Linked DNA regions of Zea mays: region 2 is linked to region 1. Evidence: chromatin contacts called from public Hi-C data. All regions are on one chromosome and are shown on one strand. Each heading gives the region's core, a stretch centred on a gene start, on an enhancer-like site or on the middle of the called end of the contact. The rest is flanking DNA. Distances are from core to core; before and after follow the strand shown.

Region 1 (3,199 bases), core at 498-2,997:
ATACTAATTTCGGCAGCAAATAAATAACAACCGCCAAAAATATAAAATAAAATACTAAAAAATTAACCTTTTGATAAGCGTTGATTTGGTGACAGGAGGAGACCTCGGTGGCAGCCGGTTGACGGAATGGCGGGGCGGGGGCGGCGCTGCGGTGGGGGAGGCGAGGCGGCTCTGGCGCGGCGGCGGTGGCCGAGCCAGAGGCAGGGGCGGAGTGGCGCGGCGACTGAGCCAGGGGCAGGGGCGGCGTGGCGCGGCGCGTTGGGGCGGAGGCGGAGGCGGGGGCGGCGCGTTCGGGCCGGCGCTGGGCTGAAAATTTCGTTAGGAAGATATAACACTCAAAATCACATTTTGATGATTTAAAGCATTCTCCAAAAGATTTAAGATAAAATGTCATTTAATAGTGATTTTAATTCTTTATAAAGTGTATTCCCTAAAGCAAATAAATAGTACTATTAAAAGTTGTGTAGTTCAAAACTTAGATTTAAATCTTGAAACGAAAGTGTAAGTTGAAATTAATAATTAGAAGAAAGATTTTTTTATTATCTCCTATGTAAACTATATCACTCTTGAAAAAGTATTTTTAAGTAAAATGATTCCTAGTAAAGATTGTATTTTACTTTCCCTAAATAAGTGAAATAAAGGATACTCATTTTTATTAACTTAAAATTTGATCACATACTCAAAAGTAATATTTTTCCTAAAATGAAGTGAATGTGTGCATGGCACATTTTGAGCCTTTAACTAAACAAGGAAATAAATAATTAATATAAATATATATATGTTTATAAAAATATATTTTCCATTCATGCATATATTTTGGATGTTGCATTTAGAATAGAATTTGAAACCCATATTTGAATTTGAAGTTAAAATGTGGAAATTAAAATAGAAAAGAAAAAGAAAAGAAAAGTAGTTTTTGGGTCAGATTTACATGACCTCGGCCTAACTTGGCGAACTGCGCAAGCCCACTCGCGCACTGGTCGAGGGCCTTTTTGGTGCCGGCAGGTGGGCCCGCCTGTCAGGCCCTCATCGGGGAAACGTTGCTGCGCGGAGTCGCTGCGGAACGGTCGTCAGCTGCTCTGGCTCAATTACCCGCTCCGCACCGCACCCGTCTCCGACTGGCCGGTGGACCCACTCGGTGCACCTCCTTTCCCCACCCCAACAACACACGCGGGATTGTCGCCGCCGTCATCGAAGATCGCTAACGGCCGCTCCCCAACCGAAACTCGGGAGATAAATTGGTGGTCGGCGACCTCTTTCCCTCTGTTTCCTCTCCTCCTTTCACCGCACACGGTTCTCGAGCCCGACCAAAACGGTTGTGGGGAGCAGAGAACATGGGTTGGGCGAGGGGTGTCACCATTGTCGACCTCGGGTGTTAACCATCCTCGAACCATCGATTCGCGTGGAGGGGCGAGTACCGACATCCGTCTCGCATTTCCCCGCTATCATCCGAGCATTAAGGGTGACCGTAGGGCAATAAATTGCTCACCGGCGTCGTGAATTCGGCAGAGCACCGCCGTGCGTCGTGGGCATGAACTCCTGGAGCCTAATCACCGGTAAGACCTTGCCCCGTGGACTCGCCCCAACCCCCGCTACGCGTAGCACCATAGGGATCAGGTTCGTTGTGTAGGTTACGAGATCCGGGAATGGTGGCAATGGCGCCGCCGTGGTTTGCCCAGGCTTTGCCGCTGGCGTGATCCCGTGAGGAAGAAAGCGCCTGGACCGTCCATCTATTGCTCGACGGCTAGATTTAGACCTAAGTGTACCCTTTCGCTGCGTGTGATCCATGCCATCGATTCATCCGCGGGCGGCTACGATTAGATCCTGCCATCATCGATTCTGGATCGTGGGATCGAAATGGGCGGATCAGATTAGATGTTCGCGTACCCCTTCAGCTTTCTAATCTCAGCCCTGAATTCGGGATCGGGAGGCTCGGATGAAATCTAGCTCTCGGTCGCAGGGATATTTGTTAAAGAACCCTTGGATGTTTCCGAAAATAACCCGCCATCCCTGTCTGGTTGAATACAATTACGGTTAGATCCTCGGATTTTACAAAACAGCCCTTGATGTTATAAAATATTTCTGGAAATTGTTTTTGCTGTAAAAATAAATCTAGAACCTTAGAAAATCCATATCTCCTTCGTCTTAACTTCTTTTTGATCCATTCCAGTTGCATTAATCTCATATTAAAATTGTTTATCATCTAATGACAATATTTAGTCATGAAACATAGATTAAAATTATGCAGTTAGTTTATTATATATTGAACACCTAAATTTTCAGAAAATCATAACTCTTTAACCGTAATTCCGATTTTAGTGTTTCTCGAACCTGCGATCTTGTTACGACGCGTAGAATATTATTATGCAGTTTGTGCTTATGTTTGGTGTGATGTTAATTTTGTCTATATCATGTTTGTTTGTATTGCTACGAATAGAAGTGAAGTCACGAGAATCTAAAGATCATCTTGGTACCTGGAATCTCGAGTCTAAGGCAAGTTGTGTCCTTGATCACTTTTCTTAACCAAATAATGTTCTTGGTAATCACTGTGACATGCTCAGGTTAATTTGATGGGACCTAATAGGATTCCCTAGCATTGTGTATCCCCACCTATAAACAGATGAATTATTGGGTAGATTTGCTATTGCTCTACCTGGCTTTGGTAAACTAATGTTTTATTACGATCATGTTCCAATTATGTTGTTGTTTAATTATTATTTATGATAAGATCATATTGTTAATTGGAACATGGAGCGAAGGGAGTCCCATTCCACCCTTGTGGTAGCACTATTTTCCCGGGTGGTCTCTCCATGTTCAATTTAATATAATAATATGAACATGAACAATAATTAAACCAGCAATATTAATGGAACATGATCATAATTCAATATAACATTAATCCAAAACCAAGTAGAGCAATAGCGAGTCTACCCAATAGTTCATTTGTTTCCAAGGTGTGGGGTAAACAAAACTAGGGAAACATATTAGGTCCCATCAAATTAACCTGAGCATGTCACAGTGATTGACAGAGAACATTATTAGGTAAAGAAGAGTGATCAAGGGCACAACTTGCCTTTTTGGTGCAACTCCAAGTACCTCACCAAGTTGGTCTTCGGGTTTCTCGTGACCTCGCTGCTACTCGTAGTAATACATACAAATATACAAGGAGTACATAAAAAATAACAATACACTAAACATA
Region 2 (3,199 bases), core at 486-2,985, 280 kb after region 1:
ATTCCACCCTTGTGGTAGCACTGTTTTCCCAGGTGGTCACTCCATGTTCCAATTAACATAATAATCTTATCATGAACAGTAAATAATCCATAGACAATAAATAGCATGATCATGAATAATATGTATCTTAACACCCAGAACCACATAGAGCAATAGCATTTTCTACCCAAAAATTCAAGTGTGAGCAAGGTATAAGGTAACTCAAACTAAGGTGACCTTTTGAGTCCCATCAAAATTATCCTGAGCATGCTATAGTAATTGATTGGAACATTATTGGGTAAAGAAGAGTGATTAAGGGCACAACTTGCCTTCAAAGAGCTCCTACTCAGAGTTTTCCACCTGTTGAGTCCCATGTTTCTCGATCACTAACTCGTCTACTCGCAACAATACATACAAACATGGTATAGGCAAAAATCAACATCACACCAAACATGAGAACAAACTGCATAATAATGATCTACGTGTTGCTATGAGGTAGTAGGTTTGAGAACGACTAAACTCGGAGTTATAATTAAGGAGATACGGGTTTCTGAAATTTTATATGCTTTGATAAATTTAACATAGGCTAAACCAATTTAGTGCTCGATTTCGACAACATGTTTCATAACAAAATATGGTTACTAGATTGTAGTTAATATTAATACGAACCTAATGCAACTAGAACGGATCAAAAAGGATTTAAAATGAATTAATTATGAATTAACTAGGATTCTAGAATTATTTCTATACTAGAAATCATTTTCTAGATTTTTATTTACTCAAATCAACGACTATGGACTGCGGGTCATAATTCCAGAAAGGACAGGGTTCGTTTTATTAATTTATGGACTCACTTGTAGAGATCTTTAAACTAACCTAGACTATAGGTTAAATATATATATAGAGGCAGGGGCTCTTATGCAACTGCCCACACCCAAAAGGATATCGGTTATCAGATCCGTCCGATCTCTATCTGGCAGTGCAGATTAGACCCAGCCCACACCGAACCAGTACGCAGTGTGGTCCATAGGATCAACAATCCACGGCTCAATTTTCAATTACGCAAGATCGCATCGGAACCATCCAGGTCACCATCTATGGCCGAGATTCAAAATAGGCGAAGAGGTATTTGAGTTCTAATCTGGATCGTTCATCCACGTACCAACGGCCGACAGCCAACCCCAGGTCTGCCCTCCCCCACTGGCAATCCCCGAAAACAAATGCAGAGGAGGCAAGGAACTCAATAGATAAGGACTCACCGGCTACCTGGGCGCCCAGATATGCCGACCACGGTCGACCATGTTGCCGTGGCGCGGAAGTACTCCGGTGACAAATTCGCTGGACACCGATGATCCACACGCAAAGGGGCTAGCTCTAGCTCATAGACGATCCACGCACTCTCGCGAACTCCAGTGATCCCTTCTTGCCCCCTTTTAGATGACGACAGCGCGAAGAACGGGCGCAGCGGCTTCGTCACCGCTTGCTTGCGATAATGGCGCCGGTCTTACCCTCAGGTTGCTCGACCGAAAAGGGGATGGGCGAGCCCGGGTTCCAACCATATACTCCAGACCACCGACCCCAAGGAAGCCAGGTGGCAGTTTTGGAGTTTGCTACAATCCCTATGCGGGCGCTCCAATCTCAACGGAATGCCGCAAAGAAGGAGGTCCTGGCGACTTGGCCCCACTTGGCAGTGAGTAATTGAGAGGATGCATAGGGGAGAGGCGATGCTAGCGACGTTGGCCCACAGGTCAGCCCCGAACGGTGAACGCGCGCGCGAAGTTGGGTCCACCGGCCAATTGGCCCACCTGGCAGCAGGAACCGTGGAGGGATGAAAAATTCAGGGCCCCCTCCCAGGGCAGAGAAATTGGGCCGGGGTGCGGGTTCTGGCCCAGGCGCGACAATTCCTTCCCAATTCTTTAATTTTATTCTTTTTATGTTTGTTTCCAAGGCTTTTAACTTGTTTTGAAATCACTAGGTGTGTGCCCGTGCGTTGCAACGGGAGTACGCTGGGATGAGCATCGATACATATCTGATCGGATCTTATATTTCCTTGGGGGTCTGGAGAAAGTTTGCTCGGAAGCCCATCTAGTTAGGTGTCCATGCGTAGCAACGCAATACAAAATTTTGGACAAAATGTTTGGTTATCTTTGTGTTCAATAGTATATCTGAAAGAGAAGCATAAAAAAGCAGATGAGTGAGAGAGTGAAATAGAGACAGATGCAAGTGCACCGTACAAAGCATACATGTGTACAATGGCCATGACACAAATAATAGCTTGCAAGTTTATAAAAAATAGAATACAACAGAATTGGACATTAGCATACACCGTTTTAATGGTTGCACATATAAATACAATCTTCCAGCGAATTTAAGTTGAGTTGCTAGTGTTGTACATATATATATGGAGCTAACGGGCGACTATATAGCACACACAAGCTGTCAGCTAGCGCCTCCAGCCCATCCATTGGTCCCTGCCGCTTGGCAGGTTCCGCAAGCTCCTCTCAACCGCCACCTCCATGTTCTGCAATGCACACAAAAAAGTACAAGTAGAACAAGTCTAGTCAAATCCATCATTTGATGATTGTAGTTCTAATCACTAATGAAACATGAGATGGAACAAAGAAGGAAACAAGATAGCTAGGAGTACCTCATCGTTTGCACCCTTCTGCTCCACAAGCTATAACGTGAGCTGCTTCAAAACCTTGAAGTGACAAATATCTAGTGGCCACAATAACACAAGTGATCCCATCCACACGTTTCATTCTAATTTGTTCATAAGAAATAAACATGAGAAATGATTCATAGATCAGTACAAATATATAAACGAAGGTCATTCGACCCTAAATAACTGTGGCAGGAATAAATCACTACAGCCAACACAACCCATGAAAATCAATGACATAAGCAAGAACAAGATCGAGGCTCCTCGACTTGCATCGACATGCCAACAACTTTTGAAGTGAAAGGAAACAAGAACGATTATCGTGTTGTAGATACAGGGAGTGAACAAATACTGAACATGCCAGCCTTGAGGCAGGCGGAGATAGTATCGACAGAGCGTGAATTAGGGTATTCTGGCAGGACAAGAAAGTAGGACCAGCAACTGAAACATGTTTCTCTTGTTTCTTCAGAAGACACCGAGGAACAGGAAACCAAGCTGAAGCTACCTTCAAGTCCGAGGAAGGAAGGAGTACAATGATTGGTTTACTCTATCTACTCT

The links. A called contact is a pair of places that touch in the nucleus more often than the background predicts.
Region 2: a contact with region 1 is called in a Hi-C map of leaf, with 7 times the contacts expected there. The contact joins two enhancer-like sites. A contact is called at or near these places in 2 of 25 Hi-C or Micro-C datasets (endosperm and leaf).

The regions. Positions count from the first base shown.
Region 1 is chr7:79,122,669-79,125,867 of Zm-B73-REFERENCE-NAM-5.0, forward strand. No RefSeq gene overlaps it. Among protein-coding and RNA genes, the nearest start is that of LOC103632488, 6.7 kb to the left of the region's middle. Within about 2 kb of position 1,748, at least 18 of the 20 cell types and tissues checked have an H3K27ac peak or open chromatin away from gene starts, as enhancers often do. A contact at or near this core is called in leaf, where this site is marked.
Region 2 is chr7:79,399,951-79,403,149 of Zm-B73-REFERENCE-NAM-5.0, forward strand. No RefSeq gene overlaps it. Among protein-coding and RNA genes, the nearest start is that of LOC109940844, 50 kb to the right of the region's middle. Within about 2 kb of position 1,736, at least 17 of the 20 cell types and tissues checked have an H3K27ac peak or open chromatin away from gene starts, as enhancers often do. A contact at or near this core is called in leaf, where this site is marked.